2 separate regions of the Pan troglodytes genome follow, and region 2 is linked to region 1. The links are chromatin contacts, called in public Hi-C maps. All regions are on one chromosome and are shown on one strand. Each heading gives the region's core, a stretch centred on a gene start, on an enhancer-like site or on the middle of the called end of the contact. The rest is flanking DNA. Distances are from core to core; before and after follow the strand shown.

Region 1 (6,538 bases), core at 2,104-4,603:
TTAAGGGTCTAAAGCAGTTAATTAGGCAAAGTGGCAATAATGAGGAAGAGAAGAGGAAGAGAGAGTCAAGCAAATGGAACAATATGTGGAAAGGCTCTGAGGCTGGAGCTCAGACAGTCAGGGGGAAATGGTCAAAGATTAAAGTGGACAGAGAGGCCTGGCCAGGGCCTTTGGGGTCTGGATTTTGGTCTTCATCTTGAGGGCAAGGGTGCCTATTGAAAGCTTTTAAGCAGAAGATCAACTTCAAGGAGGAGCCATTGGTGGAATGTGCATCTTGAAACCATCCCCCTAGATACAGTGTGGAGAAAGGACTGGAGGGAGGCTGAAGTTGAAGAGAGGAAGTCAATTAGAAATGGGCCAGGCCAGGCCGGGCGCGGTGGCTCACACCTGTAATCCCAGCACTTTGGGAGGCCGAGGTGGGTGGATCACCTGAGGTCAGGAGTCCGAGACCAGCCTGACCGACAAGGAGAAACCCTGTCTCTACTAAAAATATGAAATTAGCTGGGCGTGGTGGCAGGCACCTGTAATCCCAGCTGCTCAGGAGGCTGAGTCATGAGAATTGCTTGAACTTAGGAGACAGAGGTTGCAGTGAGTCGAGATTGTGCCATTGCACTATTGCCTGGGCAACAAGAGCAAAACTCCGTCAAAAGAAAAAGAAAAAGAAAAAAGAAAGAGAGAGAGAGAAAGAAAGAAAGAAAGGAAGGAAGGAAGGAAGGAAGGAAGGAAGGAGCCAGGCCAAAAATGAAGGGGCTCAGGTTAGGAAGGTGACAATAGGGTGAGGAGAGGTGCACAGATTTCAGAGAAATATAAAAGGCAACATGGCGAGACTTGGTGATGAATCGGACTGGGTAGGGGGAGGGATAAAGAGTCTCTGGTTTCTGCTGGTGCAGTGGCAGGAAACCGGTGCCCGACCCAGAGGACGAATGCTGGTGAGGCTGCAGGTTTGGTGCGGGGACAGGAGGGCTGGCTTGGACAAGCTGGTCTGAGCTGCTTGTGAGCCAGATGTTGAGATATCAGCCACAGAACCCTGGCCCATCTTGACAGTCTCACTGCTGAGTATCAGACAGGACTGTCAGGTCAATCAGTTTTAACGGTCCATCTTGGCCAAGCCCTGGAGTCCTCACGGGGGATGGAAAGGTGACAGGCTCTTTTCCTAGCTTGAAGGACGTCACAGTTTAGTAGACAGATAGAGGAAGAAGCATAATTTCCATTCACTGTGATGGAGGAAGTGGAGGAGCTGTGGGAGCAGGAAACAGCCCTTAGTTCTACCTGGGAGCCCAGGTCAGCAACCTGCGGCCATCTGCCGCCACGTGAGACTACCCAGCATTTGCAGAGGGCTCCTGCTTCATGCCTTTGCCCCGGCACCCGTTCCATCTTTTTTGAGCACCCTTGTCTCCCCTTCCACCTGTATGTATCCTACCCATCCTCAAAACCTATCCCAATGCTATTATCTTCATGAAGCCTTCCTAGGTCCTCCCCGTTGCTGTCAGCCTTCCTACTGTACCCCCACGCTTGCCACACGTAGCAATTGAGGCATGCTTCCTTGTGCCCAAGTCTGGCTCCCCACTAGATGGAGAGTTCTACCAGGGCAGAGGCGTGATTCTTCAGTGTCCCCAGAGCCGGGAACTGAGCGGGTACAGCCGCAGTCGCCGCATAGGCCAAGTAAAGGGGGCGTTTTCTCTGCGGTCCTTGGAAACACTTGGGCATGCTCAGTGTCGCCCATTAGTCCCTAGAACCAGTCCCCTCACCCACTACTCTCCAACCTTCTGATGCTCCCTCACTTTGGCAGTCTTTAACCTTTCAGGTTTTTCTCTCTTTCCCCACTCCTCGCCCTGCAGCCTTTATTTCCCAACGGCCGCACCCTCACGCTCCTTTCAGCGGAGAAATAGACCGCGCTTTGTGCGGAAGCTGTCAGCGAGCAGGCGTCCCGTCTCCTTTAAGAGTGATCCGCGAGGGGGTGTGGCTTGCCGAGAGCAGGCCCGAAAGGGGGTGCGGCTCCTTTAAGTATCCGCCGGCCCGAGGCGCGGAGGCCTCCGGCCGGCGGGCAGGGGCGCGGTCGGTCTGGGAGCAGCGGCACCGCCCGCAGCGTCCCGGTTCCTCGAAGCGGGGCGCGTCCGCTTTAATCGGGGAGAGAGATGTGGGGGCACGGGCGTTACATCAGCCGCCACGTGTGGGCCTAAGCTGGCGTGGAGGCGGCGGCCCCGCCCCCGGCCCCTGCGGTGGAAAAGTACCGGGGCGCCGAGGTCCCCGCCCCACGGCCCCGCCCCCGGGCCGGCACCGGCCCCTCCCGGCCCTCCGGGCAAGCCCCACTCTCCCGCCCGGCCCGGCCCCGCCGCCTGCTCGAGATCTGCAGTGGCTGCCGGGTGCGGAGCGCCGGCCGGGGGTGGGCTCTCCAGGGCTGCTAGGCCCCTGCCCTCACCTGCGGCCGCCCGGCCCCGCCCTAGGCGTGCCGGTAATGAGGGTTGGGGTGGGGAGGGCACGGATTCTTCCCAGGGTAGCAACCCCCAGAGAACTCCCCGCTCGCTCGCAGTCCCTTCCCAAAGCCGCGGCCAGAGCGCGGACAAAGAGAGGCTGAGTGCGCCAGGACTCTCCCGCGCGGCTTCCCGGGTCCCGCGGGCGCACGGGCACTGGCACCGGCACCGGGAGGGCAGATAGGGAGGCAGGCCGGCTGGAGGGGCCAGATAGGCAGCCAGGCTGGCGGGCGCTGAGAGGCGATGGAGCGAGCGGGAGCCCGCACGCTGGGTGCAGGCACGGCCGACTATCGACCCCTGCAGGCCCCCAGAGCGCAGAACCACTGGCTCCTCGGACGGACAGTGCCACGCTCTGGCTCCGGCGCTACCCGCACAGCCTGCGCCCGCCGCCCCCGATCGAACTGGCGTCTGGCGCCCCCCCCTACCCCACGCTGGAGCTCCCCCCACTTCCCTCTCCCTCCCGCTTCAGCTCCTTGGTGACAGCGGTGACACCCAGACGCGCGCACCTACCCCGACCTTTGCGGCGAGACAGACATCCCGGTGCGTGCACCCACACTCTTACCCACAGATGCCCGCATACATGCGCGATCACACACACACACACACACACACACACGCACACGCTGGTCCTGGGGCTCAGCCCCGCGGAGCCGCCGAACACTCAGACCGACGGCAGGACAGACGGAGGCGCGGGCCCCAGCGTCCCCTTCCCCCAGCCCCCTTACCATGCTGCAGCCCCCGGCCCAGGCGTGCTGGGTCCGCACCGCGGTGCGCCCAGGTGGCTTTCTTAAAGGGAAAGTTGCATCAGCCTCCCGAGGCTCTGTGCCGCGCCGAGTTCGCCCGCCCCGCCGCGCCGCTCGCAGCTCTTCCACAGCCTGTTGTGTTTTGGTTTCGGGGAGGCGGGGGCTAAGAGTTTGGTGAAAGTTTGAGGAGTGGAGAAGGCTTGGGAGATCTAGCCAAGTCCCTCCCCTACCCGAACGGCTCCCCTGGCCGTCCTCCCCTCTCCATCCCATCCCCTCCTCCCGTGCCGACTTCTCAGGCTCCTCCTCCCAGGGAATAAAATTACAAGTCTCTCCAGCTTTCAGATGATTGATCCCCACGAACCCCTGGGAGTGAGCGCCACAAAGGAGTCCCCTTCTCCGCCCCTGCCTCGCTGCCCTCCAGCTGGGGCCCTTGAACAAGCAGATGTGGGTCCCTTCGGGCTAGGCTGGAATGAAGCCAGAAGGCCTGGGGCACTATGGGGGGCTGAGGCTGGAGTTAGCCCTCCAGGCCCCTGGCCTTCTGCGCCTGCGTTTCCCCTAGAGAGAAGTCAGAGCAAATTCCATTCCCTTTGGAGCAGAGCCGCTAGAGACTGTGGGCATTGCTGGGTAAGGCCTAGGTCCTACTCCTTGGAACTGGAGGGCTCGGGGTAGCCCTTTCTCAAATTTCCCTCCTGGACCACCGGCTTGGTCAGCTCTACTTTTGAGGTGGTGTTACAGGGGCTGCAGACACCAACCTGGGATCCCTCCTCCTTCCATGGTGAGACAGACCTGGGTTACAATCTCAGCTAAAAAAGAGTCTTTGCCAAAAGGAGCATGGTGAGCCTCGGTTTCCTCCTCTGTGAAACAGAGAGAAGGGGCTAAGGAAATGCATGTGTGTGTATATAAAGCCCATTGCTCCAGGCTGCCTCTGGGGAGTGGTGGCTGGCATTTGGAATGAGCCTCCCACATTTGCATACCTTGTGAGAGCCACCACCTTTCATGGAGAGTGGCCAGTTAGTTCTGTCAGAGGAACTGGTTTTTGCCCCAACCTGAGTAGGGCATCTGCTCAGGGAAGGGGCCCAGCCCACAGAGGCAATTTCTACTTTGGACCCTGAGTCCTCACCATTTTCTGGCCAGGAAACAGTTTAATTTTTTTCCTTGGGACAGTCAGCCTCCAAGAAGCGAGTGCACACATGCCAAACTCACGTGAAACCAATTGTTGAGTGAGATTCCAGTTTATTAATTTATCAGAGGCACTGAACAAGATAACAGGCATCAAGCCCAGGCATTCCCTGAAATGCGAGCTCTCTCAGGCCACACGCGGTCCATTCCACAAACCTTCCTCAGAGCCAAAGTACAAAGACAGCTCTCTGTTGTCTCCTATTCACATTGGACTCCTGATCAGATCTGGGAAGACACCTTAGTCTTATCAGCGAGATTATTTTCACTTTTACTTTGTCCCCAAACCTAGTAGGTATAGCATGTTTGGGATTTTTAGTCTCCTACAAGCCAAGTGCAGGTGTTTCTTGTGTGAGTTGTGTGCACACACACCTGGATCTAGGCAACCTGTTGTGTCTGTGCCCCCAGACACCTGAGCCCCGGTTGTGTATTTGTGTAGGTACATCTGTGGAAGACTGATTGTGTGCACTGCAGCAGGTCTGTGTAGTTATGTGTGTGCTCAACTCCTGGGACTGGGCAGATGGGGTCCAAGCCCTCTATATCTCTCCTGCCAGGACGTAACTTCCTCCATAAGTTGTTTTTAGGATCTTCCTCCTTGCCTCCTCACTGGGGCTCATCAAAAGGGATACCACCCCAGGAAAGGCAGATGGAGGATGTCGAAGAGGCCCCCAAGTAGAGGAAGGCGGACAAGGAAGAGTATGAAGGGGAAAAGGCCTCCCTCCTTCTCCCTTCCAGCAGTAGGCTGGGGTGGGGACAGGCCTAGAAGAGGGCACTGAGCGCTAAGAACACTCAGTGAAGATTCTGAGAGTTTTCATGGCTCAGGGAATCCATATGAAGGGAGGCAGGTGTAGGGTGCTGCAAGCCAGACTTCCAGGATGCCCTCAGGCCTAGGGGCTTGGGGCCTGGGCAGTTAGAAGAGAGGAGGATGGGTGCTCAGGGGCCAGCCCTCTGAGGCTCCGTCAGAAAGAGGAAAGCTTGGGGACTAACCTGGGGACAGGGACGTGGGGTGAAGAGAAAATTTTCCTTGGAGTGTTTAGGGAGATTGGGGATGTTGGCCAGAGGGCTTTATTAGACTAACACTGGCATAGCTCAAAGTCTATTTGTATACATAGAAACAGATTCATGGATATGTGTGTTTTACCCACCTTGACCCAGAAAGAGCTTCAGGAAACCACACAGTGAGCTGTGTCCTGAGGAGACACTTGTGAGAAAGATTCTGGTTTGAAAAGCCGTCTTCCTGAGACAGGGACTAGAGAGGCTGTTTTTTTCCAATCAGAATGAGGCCCAAAGGAGGCAGGTTTGGGCCCAGCCCGGGTGGGAGCTAGGATAGCCTCCGTCCCTGGCTGTGAGCCCCTGGCTCTGAGCAGCTGGCCTGCAGGGTGGGAAGGGCATGGCCAGCCTGGGCCACTGTGGGGCGGGCAGGGGGATCAGGACTGAGGACAGACTGGGGCAGGGGAGGGGATAGGGGGACGGATGGGGTCAGACATTTTGACGGGCCTGCTTCTTCCTGGGGCAGGGCAGCAGTTGGGCTGGGGCCCACCCACCACCCACTGCAGGCTGAAATGTGGCTCAGGAGCCTCCAGTTACTGCAGCCAGTGGAGCTATTTCCTGGGAGGGCTGCATCCAGCGTCAGAGCCCCCAAGGCTGGCTGGTTTCCTCGAGTGGTGTCAGCAGCCTGCAAGATCAAGGCCTCTGTTTTGAGATGCACATAGTCAGCTTAGGTGTGTGTCTAGTAGGAATATGAATAATGCCAGACTTGGGCCACTTCTGGTGGTCACTGCAGGAGCTGGCAGCACTGGGCACCTTGATGGAGGGGTGCTGGGGGCCTGCTGAGAAGGTGGGGGAGGGTGGACATTGCCTGTAGTTGAAGCCAGGCCTGGCCAGGGGTCTCCACCTCCTTAGAACCCCAGCCTCAGTAGCCAGGAAGCATTACTGGGAGGTGCCTGCCTGGGCTCTGCTCTCAGATTCTTCCTTTCTTGAACCTGGAGCCCAGTGGTCAGTGCCTGGCACCTCCACTGCCCTGTCCCAATGCAGAGGAGCAGGTTAGATTGGTTTCAGATCTGAGAGCTGTCTCTGGGGCCCCAGGTACCCCTTAGGCCATCCTGTTGTGGTTTCTCTACCCCTGTAACCCCGCCACCCCAGCCCTGC
Region 2 (6,538 bases), core at 2,324-4,823, 260 kb before region 1:
TGTCTGTGTGTATATCCATAGTTATACATACATAAGCATATATATTATATATAGATTTGCATACATATGCATAAAATAACTGGAAGCATAAAACCCAGAAATAATAACTTTGGTTTCTTTCTGGGAAGAAAACTGATAGCTGGAAGATAAGAGTGGGTGAGACTGCTGGGGAGAGAGGAGGTAGGATGAAAGGGGACCAAAAACCAAGTCCTGGGGAAATGATAACCAAGGAGGGGTAAGCAGGAGGAAGGGCACAATGGGAAGAAGCCTGAGAAGGAGCAGCCAGACAGATAGGAGGGAAAACCAACAGAAGAAAAAGTTTCAAGAAGTCGCGCAAAGGCATGTATGTGCCCTTGCCCTTGGACCCAGCATTTCCACTTCTAGGAATTCCCCTACTGGGATTCTTGCACACTTGCAAAATGATATATGCACAAGGTTACCCATCGCAGCACTTTGTTTGTTTATTTGCAGCATTGTTTTTAATAGCAAAAATTTGGAAGCAATTAGAATGTTTACCAGTAGAGAACAAGTTAATCATGGTTCCCCCATCCGGTGAGTACTCTGCACCTGAAGATGAGGAGGCTCTGTATACATTAATATGAAAAGATTTCTGAAATATACTGTTAGGTGTAAAAAAGCAAGGATGGGGAGTTTTCTTTGGGGCTTATAATGTTTTAAACTTTTATCATTGTTGTAAATGGATGTAGCTGGTTGTTATATTCCTTACAATTACGAGATACTGGGTTCTTGGGTTTGTTTTTCTATGAGTTCTAGTATTCTGTTATTCTTTCTAACTTTCTTATTATGAGCAATAGTTGGCATGGAGGAGTGGCGGATCAAATTTTTAGGTTATTAAATCGGCTCCATTTCAAGCCAATCAGTGTTGCCTTCTGCTGTTTTGTGCCTGGCTGCCAAGTGCCTTTATATGGTGTTTCAGCTTTTTAATGGAGCTTTGATATGTAGCAGTCACCCTGAGCCGCAAGAGGGCAGAAGAACCTTTTGATTGCCACAGGACAGATTAGCGCTGGAATCACTTCTGGCAAAATCCTGCATGGAGTAGTTCTTCAACTCACTTACTAGACTGTGGGCATCCAAAGGCAGGCCAGTGTCTAAGCCATCAGAGGAGGCAATGGAGGGGTGAGAGGAGAGAGTGTGTGTTTTGGAATCCTCTATATCTGCCTTATGTTCCAGGCTCCCCTGCAAATTACTTAGTGAACTATACTCCTTACAGTGTTAACCTCTCTCAGAGCTTGAATATGCAAGACAGTAGAGGCATTACAACATAATGGAACATAAGAGTTGAGGCTTTGGAATCCACCCCACCTAACGTTGAGTCCTGGCTGTGTGACTTTGCGTCATTTCTTAACTGTCATTTATTCAATGAGATAGTGTGTGTAGAGCTCTTAGCACTGTGTTGTGAACACTCAGAAAGTAACTGCTATAATTACAATAGTACAAGGTATCAGCACAGATGAATAATATTAATAGATCCTTAATAACTTTTATGTAGCTCTGTTATGTATTTAATAATTTGTTTGGTTATAAGCAAGGAGGTAATATTTTCCTTAAGACAATTTCAGAGCTCCTTTTCTCAGAGGGGCCCTCAAAATGTCTGTGGTATTTCTTACTTTCTTACAAACAGTCTTTTAATAGTATAGTACATCTGAATTTTTGCAGAGTCTCAATTTTAAAGGTCCCATCCCACTGTGATTTTATGTATTTTTGATTGGAAAATATAGTATTTGGGCTATATAATGAGGTAGAGTCGCACAACACAATATTGCATCAGGATATAGTACCTGTCTCAGGCCGAGATCCAGGGGAAGCAAACTCTGAGATAAAGATTAGAGTGTGAAAAGCTTATTAGGGAGTGGTTATGGAATCAATACTCCTGGAAGGAAAAGAAAGGAAATGAGGAAGAAGGGAAAAGAAAAGGGAAAGATGTGGAGATTGTATAGGGGGAAAAATCGGGCCGTGATTCAGTCTCAGTAAAAGGCCTCAGCCCACCCCATGGGGACTAGGGCTCAGATAATCCATGTTTTCTAAGCCATAGAGTGAGAGAGCTGTGCCTTTACAGCTCCTCTTCAGCAGCGCTCTTCAGCAGATGCATTCCCTGAAGAGGGCTGACAGTTGAGGCCTTTCTGTCCTTCACGATCCCAGCAGCTGGGGAATAAGCCCTTCAGTTACTGAGTGGCCTCTACAGCTTCCACCATAGTGCCCAAAGGGCTCTCCTGAAAGGGCTGGTAGAGTAATAGAAGATAGCTTTAGACAGAATTGCTTTGAAGCAATACTTAAGAATAATTGTTATTTTTAACTTTAAGAATAAAAATAAAAATAATTTCATTTTTCATTTATCATTTTAGTGTCAGGGTGAACTCTAGTGTAACCAACTACCCCCAAATTTCAGTGGTTTTAACACAATAAAGGTTATTTCTCTCCTGTCACAATCTGGTGCAGTTCTATATTGGTGGGGAGGAATTCTGCTCTACCTAATTCATTTAGGGCCACAGACTTCATCTAGTGACTCCCCCAGGCCCTAGGGCCTGGAGTCCTTCACTGGATTCTCTAAACCAGCTCCCAGAGGAGAAATGGACAGGAACATGGAGAACTGTGCAGGTCTCAGTGAAGAGACCTCTCTCTTCAAGCTTCTCTCTTCAAGCACAGAGAAGTTCGTGTGCTTCCCTGCAGCGCACGTTCCACAGAGCAGTACTCAGTCGCGTGGTCCCACCTAACTGAGAGGAGGCCACGTAGCCCTCACAGCTACACTGTGATGTTGCTCATACCTGTGTGGTGGCTCCATTTCATCACTATTGGTGAATCAAGGACACTTCTAAAACTGTATGTTTTAGGTTCCCCACACTTAAAATACTTAAATTGCCACCATCATAGTATCATAGTTTTACTTACCTGGGGACATTTTAAAAGGCTGAGGAAAGCTAAACTTTATCAGAGAGAAGGAAAAGAAGGGAGGAATACAGAGCTGAGAATTTAAGGATTCCTTGCTCTGGAAAGGCAAAAAAAGGTAAAACAATTTCGTGTGCATGTGTGTGTGTCTGTGTGTGTGTGTGTGTGTGTGCGCGCGCGTGCACGTGCGCTTTTTTTTTTAGTGATATAGGAGAAGATTGAGAAGCTTCTGATCCTGCCATGTAGCTGTAAAAACAAGCTCCTCTTTCCCTCAGCCATAACAGAATTGATGTCTTTCACATGGTAACATGGAGATAGATGTGTGCTGCAGGGAAGCACATGAGCTTCTCTGTGCTTGAAGAAAGAAGCTTGAAGAGACAGGTCTCTTCACTGAGACCAGCACCATTCTTCATGTTCCTATTTCTCCTCTAAGAGCTGGAATAAAAAATCCAGTGGAGGAAATTACAAGGAAATAGTCATTCAAATAGCCCTGACAGCTCCTTGCCCGGATTCACATGAATACCACCCAAGTAGCCCTTAAGTCAGAGGAAGAGAGGCCAAGGGAGAGATACCAATGACTTATTCTGTCAGTCTATGAGGATTACTGCTGACTGACAGCTTGTTACTTACTCAGCTTTATTCCAGGCAGTGTGGGGCATTTAGGAAGAGAGGCGCCTGGGCCTGGGAATTTTAAAGACTGAAAGCTGAGACTCACAGGAAGTAACCAAGGACAAGACAATGAGATGAAGTGTTTCAGAGACAACAAAGAAGTGGCGATTTAAAAAAAAATAAGTAAATAAATAAGAAGTGATGTCAAGGAAAGCTTTGAGGAAGAGATGGGCACTGAAGCAGGGACCTGGCGGTTGGGGTAGGACATGTGGGGACCTGGGAAAGTGCTCTAGCAGACAGAGCACTCGAAATATTTTGTAAGCTTCAGTGAGAGCTGAGAGCGGCTTGTGAGGAATGGTGGGGGGCGGGGAGTAGTGAGACCGAGGATTGCAGAGCAGGGCAGAGTCGATGACAGAAGGCCCTAAGGTGAGGTGTGGAGTTTAGATTTAATGCAGCAGGGCCATTAAAGGCTTCTACCCTTAATGGAAAGACCTGGTGGAAAAGTAGTGTTCTGGACTTTTGTGTGAAGGAAAATTAACAACACAGAGGTCTCTTCTGGAATTTCTGTTGAGCACCTAGAATTTAAAATGGGAGGTTGTGTTCCTTTATTCCCTCAGCAAAATAAGAGGAAGTGACTCTCAAGCCTGGACTTGAAAGATGAATGAATAAGATGAGAAGTGCATTCTAGGCAGTGATAGTAGCATGAATAAAGTGGAGGGGCCTGGAAAAGGGCTGGGAGAGTCTTGTGTGGAATGCAGAGTTTGGATTCTGAGTTAGGCGGAAGCAGCTGATGAAAAGGAGAGAGAGAAATGTGGTCGGATTTGCATTTTAGAAGGCTCACTTTGGCAGCTGTGTGGAGGCTAGATTGCGAGAGAAAGAAAAGAGGTAGGGATACCAATAGCCACAGCACTTCACCACTTGAGGAGTTTCAGGGACGGACAGATGCTTGGAAAGGCCTTGTGGTGGAGGTAACATCTGAGCTGAGTAGGGAGGGCTAGGAGGAGCAGAAAGGCAGAGGGAAGATTATGGATAGAGGCGCAAGAGTGCAAGGCATGGCATGAGTGAAAACCAGGGGAAGATGGATGTGGCTGGCATATAGAGTCTCTGGGGGATGGTACTCCCTGGGCAGGTAGGTAATGAGTCAGGTCACAAAGGTCCTTCTTTATATGTCACAGTGAACAGGGAACAGTTTAGACTTCATCAGGTAAATGAAGGGAAAGCCACAGACCATACCTAAAGCAAGTCTCAACAAGTGTCAGAGGATTGATCACACGCAGAATCAATCCTCTGACCACAGTGAAATTAAGCTAGAAATGAATAACAAAAAGATAACTAGAATATTAAGAAATGAATTTGTAAATAATCATTGGGTCAAAGAAAAAATCATGGGAAGTAGAAAATATTTTGAATTGCATGATACTGAAAATATCAAAACTTGGGTGGGGGGGCTAGGGGAAGGACAGCATTAGGAGAAATACCTAATGTAGATGATGGGTTGATGGGTGCAGCAAACCGCCATGGCACGTGTTTACCCATGTAACAAACCTGCACGTTCTGCACATGTATCCCAGAACTTAAAGTATAATTAAAAAAAGAAAATATCAAAACTTGTCAAAACTTGTATGATGCTACTATAACCTATAAGCATAGAGGGAAGTTTGTAGACTTTAATGCATGTTAGAAAAATAACCGAAGGTTGAAAAAAATTAGTAATCTAAACATCAATTTCAAGAAGTTAGAAAATGTGCAGCACATTAAACCCAAAGAAGGAAAACAGAAAATAATAGTTTGATGAAAAAGAAAAAAAAATACAGAGGATCAACAAAGTCAAAAATTTGTTCTTTCAAAAGATTAATATACTTTTCCAAGGAGCAAGTTTTTTTAAAAAAAGATTAATAAAATTGACAAATGCTGGGCACAGTGGCTCATGCCTATAATCCCAGCACTTTGAGAGGCCAGTATTTGAGGATCACTTGAGGCCAGGAGTTTGAGACCAGCCTGGACAACACAGCAAGAGCCTGTCTCTACAAAAAAAATTTTTTTAAAATTAGCTGGGTGTGGTGGTACATGCCTGCAGTCCTAGCTACTCCAGGTGGCTGAAGCAGGAGACTCACTTGAGCCCAGGTGTTCAAGGCTGCAGTCAGATATGATCACCCTACTGCACTCCAGTCTGGGCAACAGAGCAAGACCCCATCTCTAAAAATAAAAAATAAATTTTTCAAAATTAAAATTGACAGACTTCTGGCAAGACTGATTGTGGAGGTCAGAGAGGAGAGAAATTGAAGCACAAGTGCCAGTGAACAATGCCAGAAACAGGAAAGGAGACCACACTACAGGAGCTATAGACTTGAAAAAGATAAAAAGAGGCTATATGAACAATTTTATGCCAAAAGTCCTGAGAATTTTGTGAAAATAGATCCATTTCTAGAATAATATCCGACTAAAACTGACTCAAGACATCATGGAAAACCTTAGAATCCTATAAACTTTTTAAACCAATGGAATCAATAATCCAAAATCTTTCTCCCCAGAGAACTTCAAACCCAGAGGGCTTCACCGGAGATTTCTTCAGCAGATTGAAAAGAATAATTAATTCCAGCTTTGTACAAACAGTTCCAGAGAACTGAAAAAGAGGGACACTCCTTACTCATTTTTTTGAGACTAGCATAACCTTGATACCAAAACTGAAGAAAGACAAACTCAAGAAAGGAAGATTAAAGGCCAAGCTACCTAAAAATATAAATGTAAAAATCCTCAACAGACATTTAGCAAATTCCGCAATATATAAAAAAGATAATAGATCACCATCTAGTAGTTGGGCTTATCCTAATATACATGGTTGATTTAACGTTAGAGAAATTCATCAGTGTAATTAATCACATTCATAGGTTAAATAGATTTTTAATAGATTAAAAAGAAAAACATTTCAGTAGATACAGAACAAGCATTTAATAAAATTCAGCATGTGTTGATGCTGGAACTGCTTAGCAGACTAGGACTAGCAGAGAGCTTTCATCTGAAAAAG

Evidence for each region. A called contact is a pair of places that touch in the nucleus more often than the background predicts.
Region 2: a contact with region 1 is called in a Hi-C map of stem cell-derived neural progenitor cells, with 5 times the contacts expected there. The contact joins the enhancer-like site here to the promoter of SLC6A9 in region 1. A contact is called at or near these places in 1 of 7 Hi-C or Micro-C datasets (stem cell-derived neural progenitor cells) and 1 of 1 datasets of contacts at active chromatin or transcription factors (stem cell-derived excitatory neurons).

What each region holds. Positions count from the first base shown.
Region 1 is chr1:186,933,763-186,940,300 of NHGRI_mPanTro3-v2.0_pri, reverse strand. It overlaps SLC6A9 (solute carrier family 6 member 9), which reads right to left and starts at 3,353. Exons shown (of 12, transcript XM_016961002.4): 1 at 3,197-3,353. It overlaps LOC107976715 (a long non-coding RNA gene), which reads right to left. Exons shown (of 4, transcript XR_001720878.4): 3 at 5,536-6,065; 4 at 4,433-4,618.
Region 2 is chr1:187,198,391-187,204,928 of NHGRI_mPanTro3-v2.0_pri, reverse strand. All of the region lies in intron 1 of ST3GAL3 (ST3 beta-galactoside alpha-2,3-sialyltransferase 3), which reads left to right. Among named protein-coding and RNA genes, the nearest start is that of ST3GAL3, 31 kb to the left of the region's middle. Within about 2 kb of position 3,573, at least 6 of the 24 cell types and tissues checked have an H3K27ac peak or open chromatin away from gene starts, as enhancers often do. A contact at or near this core is called in stem cell-derived neural progenitor cells, where this site is marked.